4 separate regions of the Mus musculus genome follow, and regions 2, 3 and 4 are each linked to region 1. The links are chromatin contacts, called in public HiChIP or PLAC-seq maps. All regions are on one chromosome and are shown on one strand. Each heading gives the region's core, a stretch centred on a gene start, on an enhancer-like site or on the middle of the called end of the contact. The rest is flanking DNA. Distances are from core to core; before and after follow the strand shown. Region 1 has its middle 38 kb from the start of Nfat5. Region 2 overlaps Wwp2 (WW domain containing E3 ubiquitin protein ligase 2). Region 3 holds the start of Nip7 (NIP7, nucleolar pre-rRNA processing protein). Region 4 has its middle 7.8 kb from the start of Gm39240.

What was found. HiChIP or PLAC-seq counts read pairs in DNA pulled down with a chosen protein or histone mark.
Region 2: a FOXA1 HiChIP or PLAC-seq map of pancreatic cancer cells shows a contact between it and region 1. The contact joins two enhancer-like sites. A contact is called at or near these places in 1 of 115 datasets of contacts at active chromatin or transcription factors (pancreatic cancer cells) and 2 of 9 other capture datasets (adipose tissue and liver).
Region 3: an HNF4G HiChIP or PLAC-seq map of pancreatic cancer cells shows a contact between it and region 1. The contact joins the promoter of Nip7 here to the enhancer-like site in region 1. A contact is called at or near these places in 1 of 39 promoter capture datasets (embryonic stem cells), 6 of 115 datasets of contacts at active chromatin or transcription factors (effector CD8 T cells, embryonic stem cells, memory CD8 T cells and 1 more) and 2 of 9 other capture datasets (adipose tissue and pancreatic islet).
Region 4: a FOXA1 HiChIP or PLAC-seq map of pancreatic cancer cells shows a contact between it and region 1. The contact joins two enhancer-like sites. A contact is called at or near these places in 12 of 39 promoter capture datasets (the 3T3-L1 cell line, the C10 cell line, the HPC-7 cell line and 7 more), 2 of 15 datasets of contacts at CTCF or cohesin (the NIH/3T3 cell line and large pre-B cells), 8 of 484 Hi-C or Micro-C datasets (the HL-1 cell line, the N1E-115 cell line, Th1 cells and 4 more), 18 of 115 datasets of contacts at active chromatin or transcription factors (CD8 T cells, Th17 cells, a beta-TC-6 cell line and 6 more) and 1 of 9 other capture datasets (embryonic stem cells).

The regions. Positions count from the first base shown.
Region 1 is chr8:107,253,791-107,256,936 of GRCm38.p6, forward strand. No RefSeq gene overlaps it. Among named protein-coding and RNA genes, the nearest start is that of Nfat5, 38 kb to the right of the region's middle. Within about 2 kb of position 1,556, at least 148 of the 459 cell types and tissues checked have an H3K27ac peak or open chromatin away from gene starts, as enhancers often do. A contact at or near this core is called in the NIH/3T3 cell line, Th17 cells, adipose tissue and 5 more, where this site is marked.
Region 2 is chr8:107,488,509-107,491,654 of GRCm38.p6, forward strand. The region is part of intron 6 of Wwp2 (WW domain containing E3 ubiquitin protein ligase 2); the gene reads left to right. Among named protein-coding and RNA genes, the nearest start is that of Gm51547, 16 kb to the right of the region's middle. Within about 2 kb of position 1,568, at least 97 of the 459 cell types and tissues checked have an H3K27ac peak or open chromatin away from gene starts, as enhancers often do. A contact at or near this core is called in adipose tissue and pancreatic cancer cells, where this site is marked.
Region 3 is chr8:107,055,255-107,058,400 of GRCm38.p6, forward strand. Nip7 (NIP7, nucleolar pre-rRNA processing protein) reads left to right here and starts at 1,623. Exons shown (of 5, transcript NM_025391.2): 1 at 1,623-1,736; 2 at 1,839-1,925; 3 at 2,019-2,157; 4 at 2,793-2,933; 5 at 3,123-3,146. The coding sequence starts at 1,681. It overlaps Cog8 (component of oligomeric golgi complex 8), which reads right to left and starts at 1,483. Exons shown (of 5, transcript NM_139229.4): 1 at 1,007-1,483. The coding sequence starts at 1,401.
Region 4 is chr8:107,114,738-107,117,883 of GRCm38.p6, forward strand. No RefSeq gene overlaps it. Among named protein-coding and RNA genes, the nearest start is that of Gm39240, 7.8 kb to the right of the region's middle. Within about 2 kb of position 1,499, at least 78 of the 459 cell types and tissues checked have an H3K27ac peak or open chromatin away from gene starts, as enhancers often do. A contact at or near this core is called in the NIH/3T3 cell line, Th17 cells, muscle stem cells and 2 more, where this site is marked.

The DNA of each region.
Region 1 (3,146 bases), core at 306-2,805:
ATACAGAGAAACCCTGTCTCGAAAAAACAAAAAACAAAACAAAACAAAAAACCCCAAACAAACAAAATACTTATAGATGCCTTTGTACTGGAGTTTTTAACAACAGGAGTTTATAGCAGCATTTTAGCCTTTACAAAGTACCCCAGAGCTTTGATTTTTAAAAGAGATGCGGTAGAGGCTGGATATGTGGCATTGCAGTTAAGAGAGCTTTGCTCCTCTTATAGAGGACTGGAGTTTGCTTCTCAGAATCTACACTGGGCAGCACACGACCACCTGTAGCTGCCGCACCACATGGTCTGACAGGCTGTTCTGGCCTCCACAGCTACCCACGTTCATATGCACCTGCTCTTACACAGACACGTTTAAAACATAAAGTAAAATAAAAAAGTAAATTCAAAAGAAAAGAATTGTGGTGGGTACGTGTGTGTGTGTAATCACACACACACACACACACACACACACACATACACACACAAACTTAAAACATACCTACGAGTGGAGACTAGAGGTAGGGTAGGAATTGGATATGAAAAAAACTTGGAAGGAGCTATTTTTCAGTTAGTGCATGTGTGTGTAACGTATGTCACTTTTGATTCATATGACTGTATGATGTATAAAACATTGTATTACCAAAAGAACAAGCATGCTTAAAATGAAAGGGGGGTGTTTAATCCCTAGGCGAGACTCTGGGGTGGTGGCATCTGTGAGGGGGTGGCATTCTTAGGGCAGCCACACCAAGTAAGCATCTGCTTACTCCGTCCTGGCTCCACCCACCTTAGCTGATAAACTGAAAGCAAGTCTGGGCTCCCAGGGAAAAGGCCAAGAGTGGCTTGCAGCCTGGTTCTAGAGGGGGCAGAAGTAAGACACTCTTTCTCCCCTGTTTGTTTCTCAATGGCAGAAATTCCTTTTAATCTCTCACGCTACAACAGGGAAGAACTTTACCTGCAGGTCCTTCCTCAGGGAGATAAGATAGACCTAAATTCACAGGTTAGTGTAAATGTCTGTCAGAGTCTAATACATGCCAGGCAAATGCTCTGCCGATTGAACTACACCCCTAGCCCCAGATATAAGGCTCTTAGAGGCTCTATCTCAAAAACACATTTTGTGAGAGATCAAGAAGCCTAGAAGAAGACCCTGGACAGATGAATATAAGGTGACGAAGCATGGCAGACAGTCTGTTTCTTAGTATTCTAGTCTGGGCCAGACCTAGATGAGAGAGCTCCAGGAAACAGAAACCAGGAGAGTCCAGCTGCGTCTGAGGCTAGGCCTGAGTTTAAGTGTCAGCTGCTTCTTTGCTGTGAGCTCTGGTCTGAGTGTTTAGCCTCTGGGAGTCTGTTTTTCCCCCTTTGTGAAATGGGATTGCTGATAAACCCTATGACTCATGGGAGCAGAGAGGAGAGCATCCGGATAGTCGAAGGTGGCGCCGCGGAGAGTGAACTTTACACGGCCAGCCCCCAGGAGTCTTCCTCTACAAGGTGTGCAGGGGCCACCACAAGGCCACGCATGTGGTTCAGAGGAGAAAGGTGACGGAGAGGAGCAGCCATATGGAACAATACCAAGAATGAAAACAGGGTGGTGGGTCTGACTCACACGGTGACTCACTTCCTTGCCCAGGGATGCTCTGAGCCAGGGCTGCTTCTCCCAGGTTCGCTCTCTGGGGAGAAGATATCCCTGCCCTACAGGGAGAGGGAATCAGGGCATCACCCTGTACCCTCCATGTTCAGTTTCAAAGGAGAGCTCAATCAGTTGAAACCTTCAAATTTGAATTCAGAAAATAAATAGACTAAGATCCAGTCTTTAGAAGAAAGGACAGCTTTTGATGGGGGGGGGGCAGTTACAGGGACCTTGGAACTCTTTTGTCCTCTTCTGGATTATCACATGGATATCTGTACCCCACAGGACAGTGGGAAGGCACAGAAGAGTGTCAAGAAACTGAAAAACTCACCCATAATTCTGTTATCCAGACTCAATCATAGGATTTGCCTTAGTATTTTTCCACTTAATTTTTTTTCACTCACATTTCATCTCAGCCAAGTTTATATTGTCTGTATAAATACTATGCAACAGATGTGAACTTGGAAAGTAGAGACAGGATTGGGGAGTGGATTGGAACTTCAAGGTCATCCTTAGATATATAGTGAGTTCAGGGCTAGGCTGGGCTATAGGACACCTTGTATTTTTTTTTTTAAAGGATGAACAAAGCAACAGTTGTGAGCCACACATGTAATTAAAAGTGCTTCACAGTAAGCTCGTGGTTAAAGAAAACGCCAACTAGACAGTCAGGGCACACAAGCCAGTCTCAGTTCTTCAGAGGCAGAGTCAGGCAGATCTGTGAGTTCAAGGTCAACCTGGTCTACACATTGAGTTTCAGGCTAGCCAGAGTTACATGGTGAGACCTTGTCTCAAAAGAAAACAAAAAGAAGAAAGCAAAGAAAAAGAAACACATGCACTTAGTATTTTGTGTAGAGCAATATATCCCAATTTTTTCACCGTATTACAATCAATCAATATAAAATGTTCAGTGATATACTTCCTTGTTTGTATATCTTAGGTAGAAGAAATGTCAGATGCTCAATAGCAACACGGGCTGGTGGTACCCTGGCAGATGGTACAAGTCATTTCATGTTTTCTATCTCCCTTTAGTTCTTGCTTGAGTTAAAGCCTAGGTATGTGTCATAAAATGCCCTTTGGGAAAGATAGCTTTCAGGAGCTACAGTGGCATCCAATGTGATTGTGAGCGCCTCTGATTCCATCCCTGGGGAAGTGGGGACAGGAGAGACTGGATGCAGGAGGTCAAGGTTATCCTTAGCTCCAGAGTGAGATCTAGGCCAGTGTGGGCTACATGAGACCTTGCTACCCCTGCCACCCCACCCCCACAAAGCTCTACAGAAACGTGCATAATCTGTCTGACTTCAAAGGCAATGTAGTTGGCTTCTGTTGGGTGTTTTCTGTGTGTTTCCCTGCTCAAGGATATGTGCTGGCTACTTCGTGTAATATTGAACAAAAATTGGATATACATAATGCACACTTCTTCATAACCCCTCTTTTCATTTCATGGTGCATTGTGAATGAAAAAAAAAAAACACCAGTAAAAATGTATAAGTCAAACTTGAGCCTTTAGAGCAGTGGCTCTCAAACTTCCTGAT
Region 2 (3,146 bases), core at 318-2,817, 230 kb after region 1:
AGAAACAAGTATGAGTTGCCCCAGGCTTGTGCACATTGGCATGCACTGTATATGCATTGGCATGCACTGTATATATATATATATATATATATATATATATATATATATATATATGCAGCGTTTCATGCCCGTGGAGGAGCTGGTATATGGTGAAGGCCTGGGGAGAGCATAGAAGGACATTCATGGTTTGTTTCTGTTGCTGGAACAAGGCTGGCTTTGGACACTTGCCAGCTAGGTTGGGAAGGACTCCCATGTCCTTGGTACTGTGCACCATCATGCAGGGTCCCCTCTCTCTATAGTGAGTTCAGTCTTAGTGATGTGAGGGAGCTCATGGAGCCGGCAGACACATGCAGGAGAGGAAGCCAGCGTGGCAGGGCAGTGAGCAGAGTGGACTAGGAGGGTTTCCTTTGTCCACATGTTCAGGACAGTGCCACTGATCCTAGGCGCTAAGGAGACCCAGTGGAATGTGCGCAGAGGGAAGAGGGACTGAGTAGAAAGGGTGACCCCCAGTGCTGCAGCCTTCCTTAGGGTCTCCTAGAGGTTAGAAATGGTCTCGAAACTCCAGGCTGGAATAGGAAAGCCAAGAAAGTCTGGCTTCCTTTGTGGTGTGCTGTTTCTGGATCACCTGTGATCCTCTCTCTTCTTTCTTCTTCTGTGTTGTGTGAGGTGAGTGGTGGGAGGGAACCCAGTCGGTGTACTGTCCGTGTGGGCCCTTTTCCTTCTCAGCCCAACCTTGTGGGGCCTTGGATGTGAACCTCTGGGAAGGTTCCTAGATAAGGAAATGAGTCAGCATAAAAGAATCGAGTCTTTATTTCCTTTTAGTTTCATGAAATTGTTAGTTTCCCCCATAGTGTTAGGGATGGAATTAAATGTTTGACATACTGTAGGCAGGTGCTGTGCTCTTGATCTGTATGTACCCCAGTCACCTGAGTTGTCTAGGTTGGCCTTCAATTCACTCTTCTACGGGGGTGGCCTTGAACTTGTGATCTCCTGCCTCAGCCTCCCGAATAGTTGGATTTACAGGCCTGTGTCACCAGGCCTGGTGGAGCTTTTCATTAGAAGGTCTCTGCAAGGGATCGTGGTTAGGAAGCTGGGTGTGGGGCTCAGCGTATTTTCCTTTGTCATGTCTGTATCAGTTTATTTTGAATATAGTGGATGTGAATGCTTTCTGATGCTGGGAGCTGAACCTAGAGCCTTGACCATGTCAGGCGGGCACTCTAGCTATAAGCTATACTCTCAGCACTTCATATGTGTTGTGCATGCGTGAGAGATAAAGGTCCTAAGGCCTTGGATTTCCTCAGGGCCCTCCAGATAGCATTTGAACATGTTCTTCACAGTGACATTCTAACTATGGCCGTTTTAGGACATCCTGGTAGTGGTTTTCTGTCTCCCTCTGTGACCCTTCTTTTTTGTCTTGCTATGACGAAAACCTCTTAGATTTATTAGCTCCCTTGACTTGGCATTAGTAACCCCCCTCCCCCAAGACTGGAAAGAGCTGTATTCTGGGAAGCCTGTACAGCCCAGAGCCTCTGGTGAGCTCTGAATAGCTCATGGGCTGTGTCTGCAGACAGCGGATCCCAGAAAGGAAAGACAAATAAACTCAGACGGGTGTGAGTCTGCTGGGAAGCCCGGGGGGTGGGGGGGTGGCCTAAGGGAGAATGGGGAAGCAAAGCTGACAGGGAGAGAGGCGCTTTGGGACCTGAGCCATTCTCCAGTCTCTGCTGGCTACTGCCACTCCTTCTTCCATGGAGCTGACCAAAGCTGACCTGGAGATGTTCCCTTGTCAGCCTGAAATGAAATAGAGTTTAGCACCTTTATGCTTCCCCTTAAAAGCTGGCTATGGTCTCATTCTCATTAGTGACGCTGGAAAGAAGAAAGGAATCTGTGTACATGCAGATTCATCATTCAGCAGTGACAGACGCAGTCCCTGCTCCCAGGGAGTCTTCAGGCTGTCTTCTGAGCTGTTGAGATCATGGACAAGCATTTGGGGCATTTTCAAAAGTAATTATGAAGATTGGTACCATCTAAATATGCACGTTGATGCACCAGTTATCTCTTAGTAAAAGTGACACTGTACATTTACTTATTTATATCTGTTTATTTTAGAACTAGCTATTTGACATTTCCTCTGTAGGAAAGGAGCCAAGGGAGAGGTAGTGTGGCCCAAAAAGCTGAGTAGGACTGAGGGTAAGGAAAGCCAGACTCACAGAAGTCATGGCGACAAAAATATAGAAAGGCACAGAACCTGATACCGAGGATGTTGTAACAAGACACTGGGCAACAACCACAAGTGCTAGTGTGTACACACCAAGTGTTTATACATCAGCATACCCATAGTGTGAACAAACCCAAGTGCCAGGACTATTGATGTGCCAGTGTGTACACAGCCAAGAGTGGAACATTCAAAGATACTTTGAAAGAGTTTGCTGATCTAGTGAAGTGGGGAACAGGGATGTCCCTCTATGCAGAGTGCTCTGCATGGACAAAGATAGAGAAAATAAGAGAGCTTGGCTTACTCAGGGACAGGAGTCCTTTGGTCATACTCCATGGGGGTGATTGCTGTAGCAGCCCTAACCCAAAAGCCTGAACCCAAAAGCCCCTGCTGTCATCTGGTTTGTTTTTATAAGAGCCATTTTACGTTCCCAGCAGAATTGGCAGGAGCACAGAAGTCCTTATTCACCTTTGCAGCCCTTGATCAGCCTATGTTTGAGGGAGGCTGGTGACACACTGTTCTCACTCAGAGGCAATTGTTTATGCTAGGGCTCTGGCTTGGTGATGTCCATTCTGAGGGTTTTGACGAATTCATGGTGTGTGTCCACCGTTACAGCCTCATGTGTTTCATTTAGTCAGCCCTCCTTGCTCTCCCTGGCTCTGGCACTGGTCCTTTCACTTCTTTATAGTTTTCCTTTCCTGGAATTCTGTGCACTGTGGGGCCACTTTCACACTGGTTTCATTGACTCAGAGTACAGTTGATTTCCGTTGAATACTGAATAGTATTTCAGTGTTTGCATCCAGCATGTTTGATTTATCTACTCACTTACTGAAGCGTACCTTAGTTGATCCTAAGTTTTGCTAACTATGAATAAAGCTGCAGTTAGCATTGGCTTCTCAGCAGTGCAGCCTTTATACACAGAACTTTCCCAAAA
Region 3 (3,146 bases), core at 373-2,872, 200 kb before region 1:
TTAAAGTAGCTACTAATATTTTTCTAATAGAGCACTAACCACTCTATAAGCCACACTTTTGCCCTAAGATTCTTCAGGTCTTCATGTTATGTGCTGCTATGTATCTTTCGCGCTCCCACTTAAACTTTCTCCACTTTTCTATAGTAATTCCAGAAACTCGCTTTATGCAGTCCTGAATCTCTTTTCAGACATATGGGGTACACAACCTGTTTTTAATATCCAAGCTTCCAAAGAAAAATTGACCTGCTGGATAGCAGAACTAAGTGTATTAGATCGAGGGCCTAGAAATGTAACATAGCTTAAAAAGGAAATGCTTTTTGACAACCTACAATGACAAATAGGATCTGTCAGCTTCCTATCGATGGACATTTTGAAGCTGAGCACCTCCAGCCCACATTTATATAGGGTTAACTATGTCAGGCTCAATGAACTGCCTTGCATAATTTTATTTATTTATTTATTTTTGGTTTTTCGAGACAAGGTTTCTCTGCATAGCTCTGGCTGTCCTGGAACTCACTCTGTAGACCAGGCTGGCCTTGAACTCAGAAACCCGCCTGCCTCTGCCTCCCAAGTGCTGGGATTAAAGGCGTGCGCCACCACCGCCCGGATGCATACATTTTTTAGTTTGTTTGAATGTCTCATGTAGCTCAGGCTGTCCATGAATTCAATACTCAGACTAGGATGATGACTCTGTGACTCGAATACTGGGATCACAAGTGTCAATAAGACTGGCTGAATGTTTATTATTTAAACAACAGCCTATGAGGGAGTAGTGGACTCCTAGCTTCCAATTCTTGGAAACTTACTAGCTGTGTTCTTGGACAAGTCACTTCACTTCGACTTCCTCGTCTGTAAAATAATGACGCTACCTACCTAGATGGCTGCTGTGAAGTTTAAGTGGATTAACAAGGCAATCAGGAGAGAGCCCTGTACACTACGCTTGGGTCATGACGATAGCGTCCTGGCAGATACAATGACGCGCCCGTCCCCATCAGGCCAGCCGCACCTGCAGCTCTGCTGGAAGCGGGGCAGACGGTCGAGCAGGCGCCCGAGGGACGCCTCCACGTCGCCGAAGAGCCGGTGGATGCGCTCGGTGCACTCGGCCCCGCGAATGAACGTCTTGTAGTTGGCGAAAGCCAGGTCGCGCGTCTGCTGCAGCCGCTGGGCCCGCTCTTCCGCCAAGCGCTCGGGTTCGCGCCGCAGCCGGTCCAGCCCGGAGCCGCTCAGCTCCCGGAGGTAGCGGCCCACGTCGGGCTTCTCACGCCACTGAGCTTCGGGGAAGCGGTCCCGGAATAGCGACGCCAGGAGGCCCTCATCTTCCACCTCCCCCAGCGCGACGGCCGTGGCTGTCGTCGTGGCCGAAGCGGTCGTGGAGGGCTGGAGAGGGAGAGCGGCCGCCATCTCTCAAGCACGGTACCGTCACTTCCTCTTCAGAGCCGGTTTCGCTCCTGGGAAACGGAAACGATTGGGGGAAACATTTCCCGTCTCTATGGTTTCTCATCTAGCCGGCTTTCGGTCCCCGGAAGTCCGCCACGGTAGGCGGCGGCTGCGCAAAGATCACGGAGAATTAGGCTAGAGAGACACGCGTTCGTGGACCCCAGGAAGTGGGCGGGTGGGAAAGTGACTTCCGCTTCCGGCTCTCCAGGCACGAGGATTCCCGGGAGCCAAGCAAGCGGCAAGATGAGGCCCTTGACTGAAGAAGAGACCCGGGTCATGTTTGAGAAGATCGCGAAGTAGTAAGAACTGGAGAGGCGGATGAGGGACGGGCGTGCGGGGAGTGGGGATGCGGCTCCGGGGCGGGACGGTCCCGGCTCAGACGCTGGTCTTGTTGCCCTCAGCATCGGAGAGAACCTTCAACTCCTAGTGGACAGACCCGACGGCACGTACTGTTTCCGGCTGCACAACGACCGAGTGTACTATGTGAGGTGAGGTGGGGCGTGCTGCCCACTGCGTGGCGGGCTGGAGGCGTGCATCCATCCCTGGTCGTCACCGGGTACCTTCCTCCCGCGCCCCTGTAGTGAGATGATGCTGAAGCTGGCCGCCAACATCTCCGGAGACAAGCTCGTGTCGCTGGGGACGTGTTTTGGGAAGTTTACCAAGACCCACAAGTTCCGCTTGCACGTGACAGCTCTGGATTACCTGGCCCCCTATGCCAAGGTACGTTGTGGGGGCCTGGTCTCCAGGTTGCCATCCGGGATGAAGTCCCGGGTGACGGCGGCCAGGTCAGAGCACAGATTCTTTCCAACGAGTTTCTGGACAGCGTCAGCCTAAGAAGTTGTTTGTCGATATTGCTGCTTGGACACGTTTAGGAAGGGTTATGGCCATGGAGCTGCATAGCCTAGTTGTCTACAGGAAAACAGGCCTCCACCGTGTCAGCTGGATCTCAGAAAGCAGAGACGAAGACACAAGTGCCAGTGGTGAGGGTGATCCTAGGGTCCAAGGGGAAAAAAAAAGGAAATTGCTGATTATGTGAGCATTTCGATGTAAGGTTGAATTTCGATGTTAGGTTGAGGAAGGAACTCCATGGTGAAAGATCAAAAATTGGGGTATCCCAGCACTTGGGAGGCAGAGACAGGCGGACTTCTGAGTTCGAGGACAGCCAGGGCTACACAGAGAAACACTGTCTCAAAAAAAAACAAAAAACCCACAAACAAACAAAAACAAAAAAGTGGGGGGGGGGTCCAAACAACTTAAAGGTTCCCCACCTCTCCTTAAACTCGGAAGCAGCTGCTAATCCGCATTTAGGGATATAGCCCAACATCCTTGTGTCTTGGCTTTTAACTCTCTTTCAGTATAAAGTGTGGGTAAAGCCGGGAGCAGAGCAGTCCTTCTTGTATGGAAACCATGTGTTGAAATCCGGTCTGGGTCGAATTACTGAGAACACATCTCAGTACCAGGGAGTGGTTGTCTATTCCATGGCGGACATTCCTCTGGTGAGTAGCCACGGTAGCCATCCATCACGGCAAATGCCAGGTACCCACTGGAAAGGATGAAGTTTCAGTCAGCAGCTCGGAGACTGACTTCTTGGCTCCTTTCACAGTTCTCAAAGATACAGCTGTTTCAATATAGTTTTTGTTTTGTTTTGTTTCCTTATAAATGAATGTCTGTTCTTTCAATTCCAGGGTTTTGGGGTGGCAGCAAAGTCT
Region 4 (3,146 bases), core at 249-2,748, 140 kb before region 1:
CAGACTCAGCTGTACTTCGTAAAGGCCTGGGCTGGGCCTTTAAATTTTTTTCTGTAACTGTAGTGCCACAGGATTCCTGAGTTTCACCCACACACAGGCTCCCTACCCGAGCCCCAGCTGGCTGCCAACACCCACACTAACCAACTAACCCCCAGCAACACCGCCTTGGCTGTGTCGAAATTCACACCACACCATACCTCCCCGGGTCTGGAAGAAAGGCACAGGGTCTTGGTGCTGTGCAGACACCCTGATAAGGCTCTGGTGAATAACCCGTGAGTAACAGGAAATCAGGAAACAGGAGCTGCCCCTGTAGCAAGAAACGGGAGGGTGGATGGCTGTTCGCACAGTGGTCTGTACACCGGCACCGTGGACGCGCCCTTCAGTGTCGAGATTCCAGTTTCCTTCCCTGACTGGGGGATGAGAATGGAGTTCACAGAAGGCAGCTGTGGATTTCCAGTGAAACTCCCTGGGACATTCTGATCTCGATGTCCCAGCAGGTTTGGAAATGGTAGTATTACTAAACACCTGGACCCATTCTTCATTAAAAAGATTAAATTAAGTCAGGTGTGGGAACCGGTGCCTGTAATGTTGGTACGTGGAGGATGTGGCGCGAGGATGGGTGAGTTTGAGGCAATCCAGAGCTACATAGGAAAACTTTCTAAAAAATGTGTGTGTGTTCACGTGCGCAAGAGTGTGTGCATTCCTGCATACACAGGCACTTACAGCTCACATTCACACACACAAAGAAAAGAAAGGACTATTAATGATAATTAGCAGAGGAAAGTGGAACAGATACAGGGAAGAGTTTCTTGTGCCTTTATATCTTTCCATGGTGTTAAAAATTTAGCCTCAGTGAGTTCAAGGCCAGCCTGGTCTACAGAGTGAGTTCCAGGATAGCCAGGGTTACACAGAAAAACCCTGTCTCAAAAAAAAAAAAAAAAAAAAAAAGCCTCAGAAATTGCTACTTTTTTATGGCTGGGGGTGGTGGTACATGTCTTTAATCCCAGATTTCGGCAGATCTCTTTGAGTTCAAGGCCAGCCTGGTCTACAGAGTGAGTAAGGGTTACACGGAGAAACCCTGTATCAAACAAAACAAAACAAACAAACAAAAAACCAAACAAGCAAAAAGGAAGAAAAAAGAAAGAAAAGAAAAAAGAAAAAAAGAGCCAGGACAAGCTAAGGACGTAGCTCAGTTGGCAGAAAATTTACCTAAAGTACATCCATCATCAGAACCAGAGAACCCAGGCAAGGCAGTATAGCCCTGTAATCCCACCCTATAGAGATGGAGGCAGAAGAACCAGACGTGAAAAGCAATCCTTGGCTTCGAGTGAGTTTGAGGCTAGTGGCCGTTCAGAGTCACAAGAGACTTTGTCTAAAACAAAACATACACGTATACTTACATATACACGTAAACCTTGAGGAAAATTCAATACCTCTCCGGAACCTGTGAACTGTTTTCCTTACAGCAGGGGGCAGCAATGATTCTCAAATATCCCTGACATCAGCACTAACCTGCGGCTTGGCGTCCACGGGTTTCCAGTTCCAGGCCCAAATACCATCCAGCAGATCATAAGGGAAACGAAAGACAATCACCACAGAAAGCTTTAGATGCCGGAGGAATTGTTAAATAAAACATGTTCCAGGTTCTTTTATTGATCCTGAAAACCTGTGTTTGCCCTGAAGCTCAGTTTTCCCATCTGATAAATTAAGTCTATAGATTTGCTGAAATCACTTTAAAGAGCTCTTTCTGCATCTGTTAAGAAAACAAAGGACAACATATCAAACCAAACCCATTTTAAGCTGGACGTGGTGGCACACACCTTTAATTTCAGTACAAAAGGCAGAGGCAGGCAGAGTTCCAGGCCAGCTTGGTCTACAGAGCAAGTTCCAGGACAGCCAGGGCTACACAGAAAAATCATGTCTCTAAAACCCCAAACAAACAAACAAATAAATAAAGTAAGACTTTAGCTGGGTGTGGTGCACACACCTTGCTGTGTTCAGAGGGCATCAGATTTCTCTATGAGTTCGAGGTTAGTCTGGTCTAACAGTAAGTTCCAGGCCAGCCAGTACAACATAGTGATAATCCTACTTAATGAAAAACAAAAGCAAACCCAGAAAACCTTTACAAATCCAAATCAGCATCAGGAAGGAACAAGCCCCAGTGCCCTCTGAAATTAATTGGATTATCAAATTATCTGTTAGACAGCCCTCAGCTGACCAGGATGACTTATTGGCAGTTTATCTTTAGAATACTAATTTTTGGGGGTGGAGTGGGGTGGGGTGGGGTGGGGAGATTGGCACTTACTCAGATCACTGATGGAGAAAAAGAGCCCTTCCAATCTATAAATGTTTAGCATGTGTGCAAAGGTCGTGGATCTAGTGTTCAGGAGCCACACCCAGACTTACAAAAGGATCTTGAGTGGACTGGCCAAATTAAACAGCACAAGCACTTGTAGAGAAATAAACACAAGTTAAAATGTAACCACAGCTATTTGTTCTTGCCGCTCTGTTCTCCTCTGTGGGAGGGGCTGAGAGGGTAGATGGAGCTCTGGTCACTCTAGCAGGAACCTGAGCCTTGCTGCCAAACCCTCTTTCTTTCTTTCTTTCTTTCTTTCTTTCTTTCTTTCTTTCTTTCTTTCTTTCTTTCTTTCTTTCTTTCTTCCTTCCTTCCTTCCTTCCATCTTTCTTTCTTTCTTTCTTTCTTTCTTTCTTTCTTTCTTTCTTTCTTTCTTTCTTTCTTTCTTTCTTTCCCCAAGACAGGGTTTCTCTGTCTAGCCCTGGCTGTCCTGGAACTCACTCTGTAGACCAGGCTGGCCTCGAACTCAGAAATCTGCCTGCCTCTGCCTCCCGAGTGCTGGGATTAAAGGCGTGCGCCACCACGCCCAGCTAGGAAACACTTTCTGTATAAGCATGTGCATTATGCACTACATGTCTTTACATACACATGGCGTTTGTACTTCTCCAGCTTCCTTCATGCTTCAACAGCAATGTTGTTTTTACAGGTGGCTAAAAAAAAATCCCAATACTATCTCTTCTGTGTGTATATATGTGCATGTATGTGTATGTTTTTGTGTGCAAGTGTGTGTGAATGTGTGTATGTATGTATGTATGTATGTGCATGTATGTGCACATGTATGGGTGTATGG